5 separate regions of the Mus musculus genome follow, and regions 1, 2, 3 and 4 are each linked to region 5. The links are chromatin contacts, called in public Hi-C and HiChIP or PLAC-seq maps. All regions are on one chromosome and are shown on one strand. Each heading gives the region's core, a stretch centred on a gene start, on an enhancer-like site or on the middle of the called end of the contact. The rest is flanking DNA. Distances are from core to core; before and after follow the strand shown. Region 1 has its middle 18 kb from the start of Cux1. Region 2 holds the start of Hspb1 (heat shock protein 1). Region 3 has its middle 16 kb from the start of Mdh2. Region 4 overlaps Cux1 (cut-like homeobox 1). Region 5 holds the start of Prkrip1 (Prkr interacting protein 1 (IL11 inducible)).

Region 1 (2,755 bases), core at 207-2,706, 390 kb before region 5:
ATTATTAAAAAGTCCCATCCAACCGGATTAATAACCACGGAAAAGATGCTTGTCTCGGTGCAAAGTTCCCCCCTGCCCAGCAGAGTGCTTCATTATGAAGACAATCCCTCATTCTAGAATGTTCTTCTGTCCCTCAAAGACTTGCTGTTAACTTATTTTTAAGGCTGTAAATTATTTACATCAGAAGCAAAGAAACTCTTCGCCAGACAGAAATGATGACACCCGTGTGCTGGTTTATGCTTTATCTTTTGTATATTGCATTCTGAGCATCTTTTTAAACCCAAGCAAGCTGTAAGGATTTATAATTAATAAGTATTCAAAAGTGAGCCAGGTGCTCTGGGAGCTGAGGCAGGAGGATCTCCAGTTTGAGGACAGTATGGGCTACAGAGTGAGTTTCAGATTGGTCGAGGTAATATGTAGTGTGAGACCTTACCTTTGGAGAGTAAAGGTGCTTACTCACAACCCCTGACCACCTGGGTTTGGTCTCTGGAACATATATAGTCCTTTGACCTCCAAACACCCACTGTGGCACAAGCATGGACATATAGACATTCATATACATACACAAACACATATCCATTCACTCACTAAATAAGTGAAAAGGAAATTAAAACAATTTAAGAATAATAATTTAAAAAAGAATTCAAAGTGCGCCTCAGCTAACAGTGAGACTCTGCCTCTAAACATCAAATAAATTAATAAATAATAAATAAACATACTAATAAACAAACAAAGTGAGATCTGTATTTGAATGGGAAGAACCAGTCTTTTCATGTGCTGGCCACCTCACAGACACTGGACGTACGTATTCTTATTATCCAATCTATGTGCATATGACAAGTGTGATTTCTCCCATTTTACAGATGAGGGCAAGAGAGACTTGGCAAGTCAGTCTGTCAGAAGCCACATATTTTGCCACATCATTTGGATTCTTTCTTACTAATTTTTGTTGCTGTGGCAATAATTGTCTATTATAATTTCCAATATTGTTGCTGACATCGAAGTTTACAGACATGATTTGGTTGCTGTTGGATCACTAGCAAGTTTAGTACCTGATGTGAGCCATGATGTAAGTTTGTTCTTCCAAACTTAGCACCTAGTTTCATCCTTGATACCTGTTGGAGATACTGGGCTTTTGTTTGTTTTGTAGTACCGAAGGTGAAATGGGGTCTCACATCTGTAAGCAAACCCTCTACAACTTTGTCATATCCCCAGCCCCTCACTGGGTGTTCTAGGAAGGGGATCTACCACTGAGCCACGCCCCCAGCCCCTCTCTGGGGGATTCTAGGCAGATGCTCTACCACTGAGCCACGCCCCCAGCCCCCTCCCTGGGGGATTCTAGGCAGGGGCTCTACCACTGAGCCACGCCCCAGTCCCTCACTGGAGGATTCTAGGCAGGCACTGAACCATGCCCCGAACTCCTTTTGAAATTTATATTTAAATACAAAGGTTTCATAAAAATTTTCCGGGCTATCTTTGCGTTTACTCTGTAGTCCAGGTCGTCCTTGGGGTTGCTATTCTGTTAGCCTCTTGAGTACATAGAATGACAAGACTTTGCCACTAGGCCTGTCTTTATCATGTATGAATGGATGGCTTGCCAGGGAAGCTTAACCTCCCAGGCTAGAGCTTGCTGGCTAGACAGCTAGCCGGGAGGAGGCAGGAAGTTCCCGTCTGATTTCCACAGTGTTTTTGAAGTGCCGGCTGTCCTTTGGAGCTGCTTGCCTCCTGGATGGTTGTTGCAATCTTGGCCTCGGGACACAAAACAAGGAGCACTCAGTTGCCTGGTGGGATGTGAGGTGGTAGGTGGGAAGACTGGTTTATTAGGCTTCTGGGTCTTTGGACTTGGAGCAGCTTTGGTGAATCACTGGACCTCTGGGGAGTTGGGGAGGTGAGAGTCCAGAGGCTTAGGAATCTGGGAAAGACAAGTCCATTGCCATGGTTACAGCCAAGCCCAGTGCACCAAAGGGTGTGTGTATGGAGGAGGAGTCAGGACAAGACACTTCTGCTCAAACAAGGAGGGGAGGTTGTCCAGGAAGTCCACTTGAACCTCTGTGATTTACTCTTAACTTACAGGATATTAAAGGGACCTTGACTCAGAGCCCTCTAGCCAGACTGAAAACTACCTATGACCTGAAAAGGCTTTTTCATGAGTGACAAAACTAGCTTACCAGCAGTTTCCCCTGAGGTCAAAAAAGCTGCAGGCTTCTGTTGATTTCATCACCATCCATGAAGGCAGGTGTGTGCGGTCACTTCAGGCCTCTCTGCTCCTTCTTTGTGAGTGGATTGAGAGAGGTGAGAATAGGCAAGAGCCCTGTTCTCATCTAGGAGGCATCTTTTTCTTTTGTCTTCTTCTTCTTTTTTTTTTTTAATTAGGTATTTTCCTCATTTACATTTCCAATGCTATCCCAAAAGTCCCCCATACCCACCCCACCCCCACCCCCTTTTGTCTTCTTAATGTTACTCAGGATGGAACCTAGGGCCGCCCATACAGGATAAGCAAGCATTCTTCCACACACCAGAGAACTATAGGCAGGAGCTCTACCACTGAGCCACGCCCCCAGTCCCTCCCTGGGGGATTCTAGGCAGGTGCTCTACCACTGAGCCACGTCCCCAGCCCCTCCCTGGAGGATTCTAGGCAGGGGCTCTACCACTGAGCCACACCCTACCACTGAACCAGACCCTCAGCCCCATCACTGGGGAAGGGGTTCTAGGCAGGAGAGTGGAGAGTCCTAGACCAGCCTAGGCTATCTCACAA
Region 2 (2,700 bases), core at 162-2,661, 310 kb after region 5:
CTGCTTTGGGCAACGGAGCCTCCACGGTAAGTGTGCCCTCAGGGGATAGGGAAGAGGACACTAGGGTGGGGTCCACACCTGGAGGGAGCCTGGACACACAGAAAATCAGGGCAAGGGTTACACATCCCTCCTGACCCGGGGCTCTTCGCCCTCCGCCCTGGGTCCGCTCCCCCTCCCCCCCACCTCCCCGCCCTCCATGCAAGGAATCAGAACTCACGTGTATTTCCGGGTGAAGCACCGAGAGATGTAGCCATGTTCGTCCTGCCTTTCTTCGTGCTTGCCTGTGGGTGGGGACAGAAGGTCAGAAGCAGCCCTCTGCTGTCCTAGCTAAGGAGTGGCTGGGACCCCCCAGGGAGGCAAACAAACCCGAGTGCGGCGGGGTGCCTGACTGTCTGGAATCTTAAAACTTTCCAGAAACTTCCCTTCTGAGATTTGGGATGCGAAGGGCTTGGCTCTGACCCAGACTTGGATACCAGGGTAGGTATACTCAAAGCCTCTGCGGCTGGGTCTAGGGACCCTGATCCTGCCGCTTGCTTATTTGGGAATGAGGTCTTCCAGAAGGTGTGTTGGGTCTTCCTTCATTTTGTTTCTGTGCTGCGGGTGGAACGCAAAGCCTCAAGGCCTCCCGGCAGGCCAGGCGAAGCTCTACCCTGAGCTACATCCCCAGCTGTTGGTCCATATCATCGAAGATGACAGAGCTTTTAAGAGCAACCTGCACCCCGCGTTCCGGGGCAAGAGAAGCAGGCAAAGGAGAATGATGCGGGCTCCGGGTCCCTAGGTTCATTTCTAACTTCTCAGGGTTCTATTCCTCAGGGTTTCAGCCCCCACCCTCAGCCCCCCAGCCACCACTCTCGCCTCGGCAGCTTCGTCCCCTCTGGGCACAAGGGAAACTCACCAGTGATCTCCACCACGCCTTCCTTGGTCTTCACTGTGAGCTCCTCCGGAGCGAAGTGGTTGACGTCCAGGGACACGCGCCAGCGATCAGCCGTCTGTCGGATCTCCGAGACCCCGCTGCTGAGCTGTCGGTTGAGCGCTCGGCTGAAGGCTGGTGCGGCCAGGGTCACCGCCGCGGGGCCCTCGGCGGTCGCGGCGGGCAGCGGGCGCACGTATCCGGGCCACCCAGCGGCGCTGAACCACTGCGACCACTCATCGGGCAACCGGGGCACCCCGAAAGCTTGATCGAAGAGGCGGCTGTGTGCAGGGTACCAGTCCCGGAATGGTTCCCAGCTCGGGCTCCGCAGCAGCGAGAAGGGCACGCGGCGCTCGGTCATGTTCTTGGCTGGTCAAGGCTGAGGATCTAGAAGCACTGGGCTGAGGATCCGAGAAGTGCCGGACTGGAGCCCCAGCGTGCTTTTATGTGTGCCCAGCCGGGTATTTTTAGCAGGCGGTGCTTCAGGTCTCTATTAATGGCAATGACCGTCTCAGGGGCCGCCCCTCGCCGCCCCTCCCCTCTGCATTCCTCCCCCTAAGCTTGCAAAGGGGGCGGGCAGGCGGGGCCAGGAAGGTTCTGCCCCCATCTGGAAACTTCTCTTGTTGAAGAAAACAAATGACGGCGTAATACCGGTAGCTGGAGCGATTCCCACTGTCGGGTTTAGGACACTGCTGGCTGAAGGGCGGTGGCCTGGGGCCAGCCCCATTTTTTATTGAGAATAACCAGGAGAGGTTAGGTCTTTTGTGTCGCAACTGGGAAGCAACTGAACCTGGTCTGAACCAGAAGGAGGCCCGTGGGAACACACATGTCATGGCACACCTGTGGAGGTCTCATGACACCGGCAAGATAGCTGTCTTCTATAGTGTATCTCCTGGGGAGCAAAGGCTTCGTGGCAGGCGCCTTAGTGTTCACTGAGTATCTTTCTGACCCAGAAACTGACTTTCTTTCTTCTTTCTCTCTTTCTCTCTCCTCTCTCCTCTCTCTCTCTCTCTCTCTCTCTCTCTCTCTCTCTCTCTGAAGTAGGATTTTTCTTTTTTTATTTTGATGCTTTTTTTTTGTTTTGTTTTGCTTTGCTTTTTTTTTTTTTTTTTTTTTTTTTTTTCTGAAGACAATGTTTCTCTGCATAGCCCTGGTTGTCCTGGAACTCACTTTGTAGACCAGGCTGGCCTCGAATTCAGAAACCCGCCTGCCTCTGCCTCCCAAGTGCTGGGATTAAAGGTGTGCATCACCACCGCTGGGCTATTTGATGCTTTTTTTTTTTTTTTTTTTTTTGGTTTTTCGAGACAGGGTTTCTCTGTATAGCCCTGGCTGTCCTGGAATTCACTTTGTAGACCAGGCTGGCCTCGAACTCAGAAATCCACCTGCCCGTGCCTCCGGAGTGCTGGGATTAAAGGCGTGCCCCACCACACCCGGCCGCTTTTTTTTTTTATTATATATATATATATATATATATATATATATATATATATATATATAATGTGTATCAGTGTTTTGCCTACATGAATGTCTGTGTGAGAGTGTTAGATCTTGAGTTACAGAGAGTATCAGAAATTGGAATGCCAGGTGGGTGCTAGAATTTGAACCTGGATACTTGTACTGGCTGGTTTAGTGTCAAATTGATACAAGCTGGAGTTATCACAGAGAAAGGAGCCTCCTTTGAGGAAATACCTCCATGAGATCCAGCTATAAGGCATTTTCTCAATTAGAGATCGGGGGGGGGGGGGCATTGTGGGTGGAGCCATTCTTGGGCTGGTAGTCTTGGTTCTATA
Region 3 (2,773 bases), core at 154-2,653, 400 kb after region 5:
GGATGATCTACAGGCGATGGCCTCAGACAGAGCAACAACAGGTGACTTAAGTGGGCTACGGAAATGTCTCTTCCTCCCCAGTAGGTCAGCTATCCTGGGGTGACTATTTTCAAGAGGTTCTCCACTTCTGGCATCTGCTTCTGTCTGCCCTGCAGTGACCCCAGTTAGATGGCATAACAGAATGAAGAGGGTCAAGAGAGAATGTGATCTAGTCAACTGGCTAGGATCCCCTTGTGTTAGAGAAAAGGAGACAACAGTTCTCTCTCTCTCTCTCTCTCTCTCTCTCTCTCTCTCTCTCTCTCTCTCTCTCGGTCAGATTTGTCATTTTTATGTATATGTCTACCTGCACAGTCTTTTGTTTTGGTTTTTAAAATATTTATTTATTTGCTTTATGTACGAGTTCTCAGCTTTCAGACACACCAGAGGAGGGCATCGGATTCCATTACAGACGGTTGTGAGCCACCGTGTGGTTGCTGGGATTTGAACTCAGGACCTCTGGAAGAGCAACCAGTCATCTTAACCACTGAGCCATCTCTGAGTCCCCTACCTGTGCAGATTTATGTGCAGCACCTGAGTGCAGGAGTCCCCAGAGCCTGGAAGAGGCCGTTGGATCCTCTGGAACAGTCCACACCTGAGTGCTAGAAACTGGACTCAGGTCCTCCGGAAGAGCAATAAGCCTCTTACTGGGAGCTAACAATAGCCTTTTAAAGTAGGTTCAGGCGATCTATCCTGAGCCCAGAATACAGGCCCCAGGCCAGGTCTCTGGCCTCAGATGTCTGCAGAAACTGCAGGGCAGACCTGGGCCTGTCCCCACTCCTGTCCCCTAGGTAGCTTTCTTCTACACTGGGTTTGAATATCAGCCTCCTTTCTCCTTGGATATCAGCATTGTCCTTGTCCAGTGTCCAGAGCGTTGGAGGCAGGAAAAGCCCATAGACAGTCTGGCCACTCCCTCAAACCTACAGAGACTCAGAGCTTTGCTTTCCGACCTAGGGGCGTCTTTCCTTGGCCCTCCCTTTATTGTTTGCTCTTACTCTGGCGGCTGGCGACTGTCCCCTCCCTTCTGCCTGGATGAGACAAGACCAGACAGCACGGCTAGCCTGATTTGGCTCTGGAATGCTAATCTCACTCCCGAGTGACCTAGTCTGCCTGGAAACTATGCACAGCATCGGCCTCTCGCCCCCTCTTCTGGCCACAGAGGGAACTGCAGAGTCTGGGCCCGGAAGCCTGGACACCACAGCGAACTCACGAAAACTCACTAAATTGCTCTCCTTTTCATTTTCCAATGCGACCGTGGTTCCTTCCCCTGACCCCAGCAATCTTCTACAATCCATTTGTTCTCATTCGGGTCCCCCACTGCCTCGAAGCTGCTAAGGACTGCCTCTCATAATGGCTTGCATAATGAGCACATTAACACTCCAATCACCACCCTCGCCTTGCTTTGCTAGTCAGGAAACAGGAGGTGGTCAGGGAGGGAGTTAACTGGATGGACATTCTACAAGAACAGTACTAGCTTTTAGCTGCTAAGTCATCCCTCCAGCTCTTCCTGGTCTTCCACTGACCCCAGAGCTCCCTGATTGGCTAGCCTGGCTGGCCAGCAAGTGCCAGGAATCCTCCTGTCTCCGTTCTACCTCCAATTTCCTCAGTGCTGTGGTTACATGTGCATAATGCCACACCTGGCTTTTTCTGTGTGCTCTTCGTCTGTGTTTAAGTACTAGGTATTTCCCCCACTGAGCATCTCCCCAGTGGCGCTGAGAGGGAGTGGAAATGGGGCTGAGAAGTGAGTTGGCCCTTCCCAAGCTGCTTACAGCCACCCCGTTGACTCTCAGGCTCTCTGTTGTGTTCTTGCATCGTGGAGTGCCGGCCTTTGGCTAGGAGTCTCTTGGCACTTTCCCGGAATGTAGTCTAGAGCCCACTTCGCATGCAAAGAGGATCTTTCTCATTGGACTGAAGCAGCTTCAGTCTGTGGCCTAACACCAAATTGTGAAGTTATTTAAAACATCGAGTCATCTCCCTCTTTTGTTAGATTTATATTTGTGTGCACGTGTGTTCAGGTGTGTTTGTCTGTGTGTGCACTTGTGTGTGGAGGTCAGAGGTCAACTTCAGGTGTTCCTCAGAACATCCAGTCTGTCCATCTTGGTTTTGAGACAGTCTGTCTCATGGGCCTGCCACTCAGTGATGTGACCAGGTTGCCTGGCCAGTGAGTCCTGGGGGTTCAAACTCACGGCCTTGTGCTTATGAAGAACATGTCCTCTACCAGGGAACTGTCGACCTTATGCAATGTTTTCCTTACTAGATTGTGGGACTTTTGATGAGGAACCTTGTAGCTGGCAAGGCCTTAATCTCAGGCTCAGAAGTTTGGACACACTTGCTCCTTCGCTGCCTGAAATGCTAGCCCAGCACTCTCCTGTGTGAGCAGGCTGCCAAGGAAGACTGGAGATCCCTGCTCTGCCTAGACATCTGGGGGTGTCTTTTCTGGAGCCTTGGGGTCCCAGCCCTTCACCTTCATTTCTCCTGCTAGTTCTGAGACCAGAGCTGTCAGGCGAGACCTGACAGGCAGGAGCCAACACCAATGTGGCAGTGGGACCTGAGATCCCAGCGCTCAGAAGGATTTTTCACCTTAAGCGGGATTTTGTATTACCTTAAACATAGTGAGACTGTCAAAAAAGCATGTAGCCAGAGGACATAAAGGTCATTGCTTTCCTACTTTCACTCTTGCCATGGAGTTTTTGCTGGGTGGTATGTGTTTATGTGGTGATGCTTCGTGGCTGGTTTC
Region 4 (2,700 bases), core at 138-2,637, 340 kb before region 5:
CCCCAGGAATAGATGAGAGAAAGTTGGTTCCAGATGAGAGAGGCCTTATAGCCAAACAGAAGGCAGAATTAATACTTTTCCATGTGGTCGCCATAGTCATCACAGCTGGAATTGTTCAAGGAACAAAAGCTACACATCAGTCTCTCCCACCTTCAATATCCTACCTCTTGAAAGCATTTCATTTTAAATTAAAAAATATCTATAAATATTTCTTTTGTGTATATTTCCCAGCTCAGCCCTCAATCCTCTTCAAGTAGCAAGAAGTTTAAGATTTGCCGGGCGTGGTGGTGTAAGCCTTTAATCCCAGCACTCGGGAGGCAGAGGCAGGTGGATTTCTGAGTTCGAGGCCAGCCTGGTCTACAAAGTGAGTTCCAGGACAGCCAGGGCTACACAGAGAAACCCTGTCTCAAAAAAAAAAAAAAAAAAAAAAAAAAAAAAAAAAAAAAGCCAACAAGAAAAAGAATTTTAATTCTTATGTGCCTGCCTGCTTGTGTGCATGGCTGTGGAAGCCAGAAGCATCAGATTCCTGGAAACTGGAGTTACAGGTAGTTGTGAACTCTCTGGAGTGGGTTCTAGGGCGCAGGAGCAGTATGTGCTCTTATCTGCTGATCCATCTTGCCAGCCTTATATCCCAGGGTCACTTTAAACTTTCTGTTATAGTTCTGGATGACTTAGAACCTCACATTTTCCTCCTTCACTTCCCAAGTGCTGGGACTTCCATGCCCGGCTTGTTCCGGGAAGGCGATTGGACCAAGGGTTTTATGTATGCTAGATAAATACTCCACCAACTGAGCTCCAAACCTGTTCTGAACTCAGGGCTTAAAAGTATTCTATCCTGAAGTCTGGTGGATGTGAAAAATGAGGTGGCTTTCCTAGGACAATGACCAGAGGAGGAATTTCATCACTACAGCTGAGAGACTTTCAGGGTACAGGCTCCTGGTAAGGACAGACAGCAGCCAATCTGTTTCCTGCAGCCCAAGAGGGAGGGCTTCCTCCTTTGGGTAGTGACTTTCAGTGCTTCCCTTTAGGCTAAAATCACCTGAGCCTCTGATTCTGGTGTCCCCAGTGCTAGCCTGCGCTGTTGTACCACAGCCTTACACAGGCCGAAGCCTCCTGCAGACTCCCGCGGGTGCTTCAGACTTTCCTTTCACTCTGGGTCTCTGAGCATCTTTAAACTAACACTGCCTTCTTGATGCTCAATTTCTGCTGCACTCCCTTCTTGGCCTCGGCCTCCCTGACCACTTCAAGATCTCCTCCTATTCTGTTGCTTGCTGCCTGCTCCTACACACTTTGCCATGTGCAGATCTTGCAGAGACTTCTCTGTCCTGACCTCACTGAAGCACCCTTACTCTATCGTTTTTTCAGACTCAGAAGTCCTGCCCAGCTCAAAGTTCATCTCTGTCTAGATGAAGCTCCTTGGATCAGGCAGCAGATGGAGTCAGGCCTCTGGGTGCCTGAGCCGTGTGTGTGTGTGTGTGTGTGTGTGTGTGTGTGTGTGTGTGTGTGTGTGCGTGATTGTGTAGAGGTGAAAGGGATGTCACTGATTTCTTCCTTCAGGGCCCAAATGTGTGTGTGTGTCCTTTGTCTACCTTTCACCCTCAGAGGATGCTTCAGCCCAGAAAGGCCTTTCCTGCTTTTCCATAACTTTGGGAATAGTAGGGGCTAGCATGAAAAGTGAGGGTGGCTGGCCTCTGACACCAGCACAGGGAGCTTTGGATCTGGCAGATGGGGTTTAACCCTTGAGACTGAAGTCCAAAGTTGGGGGACTGAGGATCTAGGCCAGCCTGGTTTACATAGTGAGACCTTGTTCCCAGTGTACCCTAAACAACAACAACTTGGAATAATTATCTTTCCGTAAATGAGTCAGGGAAGGACAGAACTGGTCTGACTTGGGTGAGGTTGTCACTTCCAATTGAGTGAATTTAGCTATGAGTGACTTTGAGCAAAGTTGTGCAAAGTCTCATTCCTTTGCATAAATGCAAAGAGGGTCCACCCTTTTTTTTCTTACAGCTTCCCTCTAGAGGTTTGTGGAAGTTAGCTTTATCATACTCATTTTAAAAACTTTTTTTGTTTTTTTTTATTCAGGGAATGAAACCCAGAACCTGTGTGTGCATGCTAGGCAAAAACTCTTATCACTAAGCCACACCCCCAGGCCCTCACTGTGGACCCCTGCCTCTGAGTGTGTCCCAAGTCCTGTTCCCAAGGTAGCAGTTGTGATTTTCCCAGGCCAGCTAATAAAGTACCAATGCTGGAGGGACTGGGAACCAGACAGGGCCTTCTTTCGTGGAAAGGGGACTGAAATGCAGTTGAATCTGTTGGCTCCTATTTGTTTTCTTTGGAGAATGTGATTCCCTCATACCCAGTTGTCTTCCATGGACATGTAGCCACTCTGTGCCAGCAGTGTTTAAAGGAGCTGAATACTCTCACATTAGAGCCACCAAGGGGTGCCTTCTGGATGGCCCTGAAGCCATCACACTGTGAGAGTGCAAGGGCAGGTCCAAGACCTCAGATGGACATATGAAATCTGAGGACAGGTGTAGCCCTGCCTTTGTGCCTCAGAGAGAATACTGTCTCAGCTTTTACTGAGGAGGGGGTGCATCAGGGAGCCTGCCTGAGCAATTCAGTGCCTGTGTCTCTTGAAGGATGAGACTAGTACAGCCAACACAGGCAAGAAGTGGTCACAGGTCTTTTGTTTTCTCG
Region 5 (2,700 bases), core at 166-2,665:
TGCCTGCCTCTGCCTCCGGAGTGCTGGGAGTAAAGGCGTGTGCCACCACTGCCCGGCCTTCCTTCCAGTTTTAATGAAGCTCCTCTCCAGGTTCCAAAGGGAAGCCTCTTGCTCCCTTTAAGGCCCCACCACGTTCAGAGATCCATATACTGTACTGTCTATTGTTCTCCCTCCATCTCCAGCAACAGTCAGCTTTGAGGCCCTTTCATTCTAATAAGCTTCTTCTAATAAAGGACTTGTTTCAGTTTCCTTGCCTACAAGATGTTACTGTTACCATCTTGGGTTTTTGTTGTTGCTTGTTTTGTTGTTGCTTGTTTTTTTGTTGTTTGTTTTTTGAGACTGGCTTTCTCTGTGTAGTTCTGGCTGTCCTGGAACTCTCTCTCTACAGACCAGGATGGCCTTGAACTCAGGGATCCATCTGCCTGTAACTCCCTGGGTGCTGAGATTACAGGCCTGCACCACCACTGCTGGCTCTTAACATCTTTTACTATAGGGAGCTACTTCAGTGCCTCACGCATGGTCAACAAAACACTCCACCACCAGAAGGCCGCAGTTCCATCATTCTCCATTACTTTCACCTTCAAGTGAAAGACTTGAAGTTAATTCCTCGTCAGGTAGATTGGAATGGCAACTTCCTTTATTCTAAAACAGACTCACATACTCAGGCTCGACTGGTGGCGCTGTACTTTCAGCGTGGCCAAGGAGATCGGGTCTGTCTTAAGAGTTCAGTTACAAAGGAGATTATAAGATTATTATAGGAATCGGGGTGTGAGAGGCTGGCGGATCTCCGAGAGTTCGAAGACAGCCTGGTCTACAAACCAAGTTCCAGGACAGAGATATACAGAGAAACTCTGTGTTGAAAAACAAGACAAACAAACAAAAAAACAAAAAAAAAAAAAAAAAAAAAAAAAAAAAGGAAAGGAAAGGAAGGAAGGAAAAGAGGGAGGGAAGGAGACGATATGGAGAGGGCGGAGAAGGGGAGAGAAGAGGAGGAGGAGGAAGAGAGAGTGGGGTAGGGAGAAAGTAGAATAGATAAAAAAGAAACGGAAAAAAAAGACAAAGCCCAGGAGCGAGCGAAACTGGGAGGGACGTGCCAAGAGTCCCAGAGCAAGCTGTGCGAAGTCCTTGGGGACCTGAGACGTCGCCTGGGGCCAGCCCACTCATCATCACTAAAGGCCGTCTCTTCCTCTCCGGATGTGAGAATCAGGCAGCCCTGATTTGTTTTGAAACAGGAAATGAAATTAAAGTGCTATGATCAAAATAAACCACACTGACCTCGCGTTCATGAATATTCAAGCAAGCTGCTTAGGACTGCCTCGTACCTCCGAGGAGAGAGTGCGCATGCGCCTCAGGAGAGCGCCCCTCCCCCCGGGGGTTTGAGAGTGCGCGTGCGCGGTTGGCGCGCTCTTCTGTCGTCATCAATACGAGCGGCCGCCGGCAGCTTTCGTAAAGGAGTAGGAGAGCGGCTATGGCGAGTCCTGCTGCCGCTTCTGTGAGACCGCCCAGGCCCAAGAAAGAGCCGCAGACGCTGGTCATCCCCAAGAATGCGGCCGAGGAGCAGAAGCTCAAGCTGGAGCGGCTCATGAAGAACCCGGTGAGTGGAAGTGGGCCGAGGCGCAGTCCCTTCACCCCGCCGCCAGACCGAGCAAGGCTACATTCAGTCCCCCTAGAGCAACCCTGGGGCGGAGAGGGCGGCCCCGTGGAGGGAGCCTCGCTCCTGTTCTTGTCCTACAGCGTAGCTGCACGAAGGCGCTGCCCAGCCCTCCACACCCTCCTTTTTCTTAGTTTGCTGTTTGCGGTATCATGGCGTTGCTCGTGCTGTCCACGTTCCGTACCGAATCGGCTTTGTAAGATAGGCAGACCTCGCATCCGGGCTCCTCGCATCCCGGCTCCTCTTACCTTATCTTCCCTACGAGCTGGGATGACAGCCCTGCGCTACTATTCAGTATTGCTTCACAGCCCTTTCTATTTTAATATATGAACCAAAGCGGTGGGAGCTGGGTATGGTGGTGCACACCTGCTATCCCAGCACTCTGGTGGCTGACCCCAGAAGTTTGCTACAAATTCGAGGCGAGCGTGGTCTACGTAGTGAGTTTCAGATCAGCTAGACAGTGAGACCTATCTCAGAAACCAACAAAACCCAGAATCGATGTCTTAGCAAAAGTGTACAACTCCAAATAGCAGCCATTATTAAAGAAGCATTGGACGCCAAATTTGGACCACATCACTCTTTACCTCTTCAATGGGCCTCGTAAAACAGACAGCTCATATCTTTGACTAGAAGAGGTTGGCTCGTCTCTTAGTGACGTAGATTCCAGACTTGTTTAGCGCAGGAGAACTTTGGCCCACGTTAGACCCCATGGTGTAGTGGATGAAGTAAGGCCAGGGCAGCAGAACTACACTCAGTCAGCTCCAGATTTGAGAAGCGTGCTCAGTTGAGATCGTCAAACGGGATGTACCTTCCTCAGCAAGTGTATGTTCATAGATGCTTTTCTGTTTAACTGTTCCAGGACAAAGCAGTTCCAATTCCAGAGAAAATGAATGAATGGGCTCCTCGAGCGCCTCCAGAATTTGTCCGAGATGTCATGGGTAATGTCTCTTATGGGTGTCAGGGGTTTATAGTTTTTGTTTTGTTTTTTTTTTAAAGATTTATTTATTATATGTAAGTACACTGTCGCTGTCTTCAGACACTCCAGAAGA

Evidence for each region. A called contact is a pair of places that touch in the nucleus more often than the background predicts. HiChIP or PLAC-seq counts read pairs in DNA pulled down with a chosen protein or histone mark.
Region 1: an H3K4me3 HiChIP or PLAC-seq map of pro-B cells shows a contact between it and region 5, with 5 times the contacts expected there. The contact joins the enhancer-like site here to the promoter of Prkrip1 in region 5. A contact is called at or near these places in 3 of 39 promoter capture datasets (the 3T3-L1 cell line, cranial neural crest and erythroid cells), 9 of 484 Hi-C or Micro-C datasets (B cells, the C10 cell line, the N1E-115 cell line and 4 more), 6 of 115 datasets of contacts at active chromatin or transcription factors (bone marrow-derived macrophages, embryonic limb bud, fibro-adipogenic progenitors and 3 more) and 1 of 9 other capture datasets (adipose tissue).
Region 2: a Hi-C map of the G1E-ER4 cell line shows a contact between it and region 5, with 4 times the contacts expected there. The contact joins the promoter of Hspb1 here to the promoter of Prkrip1 in region 5. A contact is called at or near these places in 4 of 39 promoter capture datasets (3T3-L1-derived adipocytes, hippocampal neurons, pre-B cells and 1 more), 1 of 15 datasets of contacts at CTCF or cohesin (embryonic stem cells), 8 of 484 Hi-C or Micro-C datasets (the G1E-ER4 cell line, adipose-derived mesenchymal stem cells, cardiomyocytes and 3 more), 2 of 115 datasets of contacts at active chromatin or transcription factors (embryonic stem cells and large pre-B cells) and 1 of 9 other capture datasets (embryonic stem cells).
Region 3: a contact with region 5 is called in a Hi-C map of cerebellum, with 2.1 times the contacts expected there. The contact joins the enhancer-like site here to the promoter of Prkrip1 in region 5. A contact is called at or near these places in 3 of 39 promoter capture datasets (the 3T3-L1 cell line, pre-B cells and stem cell-derived epiblast-like cells), 1 of 15 datasets of contacts at CTCF or cohesin (embryonic stem cells), 9 of 484 Hi-C or Micro-C datasets (CD8 T cells, the G1E-ER4 cell line, cerebellum and 3 more) and 1 of 115 datasets of contacts at active chromatin or transcription factors (embryonic stem cells).
Region 4: a contact with region 5 is called in an H3K4me3 HiChIP or PLAC-seq map of bone marrow-derived macrophages, with 3 times the contacts expected there. The contact joins the enhancer-like site here to the promoter of Prkrip1 in region 5. A contact is called at or near these places in 5 of 39 promoter capture datasets (3T3-L1-derived adipocytes, cranial neural crest, frontonasal cranial neural crest and 2 more), 3 of 115 datasets of contacts at active chromatin or transcription factors (bone marrow-derived macrophages, microglia and stem cell-derived neural progenitor cells) and 1 of 9 other capture datasets (macrophages).

Annotation. Positions count from the first base shown.
Region 1 is chr5:136,584,037-136,586,791 of GRCm38.p6, reverse strand. No RefSeq gene overlaps it. Among named protein-coding and RNA genes, the nearest start is that of Cux1, 18 kb to the right of the region's middle. Within about 2 kb of position 1,456, at least 43 of the 459 cell types and tissues checked have an H3K27ac peak or open chromatin away from gene starts, as enhancers often do. A contact at or near this core is called in adipose-derived mesenchymal stem cells and pro-B cells, where this site is marked.
Region 2 is chr5:135,886,630-135,889,329 of GRCm38.p6, reverse strand. It overlaps Hspb1 (heat shock protein 1), which reads right to left and starts at 1,411. Exons shown (of 3, transcript NM_013560.2): 1 at 896-1,411; 2 at 218-281; 3 at 1-89. The coding sequence starts at 1,271.
Region 3 is chr5:135,793,126-135,795,898 of GRCm38.p6, reverse strand. No RefSeq gene overlaps it. Among named protein-coding and RNA genes, the nearest start is that of Mdh2, 16 kb to the right of the region's middle. Within about 2 kb of position 1,403, at least 225 of the 459 cell types and tissues checked have an H3K27ac peak or open chromatin away from gene starts, as enhancers often do. A contact at or near this core is called in CD8 T cells, the G1E-ER4 cell line, cerebellum and 4 more, where this site is marked.
Region 4 is chr5:136,535,223-136,537,922 of GRCm38.p6, reverse strand. All of the region lies in intron 1 of Cux1 (cut-like homeobox 1), which reads left to right. Among named protein-coding and RNA genes, the nearest start is that of Cux1, 31 kb to the left of the region's middle. Within about 2 kb of position 1,387, at least 15 of the 459 cell types and tissues checked have an H3K27ac peak or open chromatin away from gene starts, as enhancers often do. A contact at or near this core is called in bone marrow-derived macrophages, where this site is marked.
Region 5 is chr5:136,197,669-136,200,368 of GRCm38.p6, reverse strand. It overlaps Prkrip1 (Prkr interacting protein 1 (IL11 inducible)), which reads left to right and starts at 1,415. Exons shown (of 6, transcript NM_025774.3): 1 at 1,415-1,594; 2 at 2,511-2,589. The coding sequence starts at 1,469.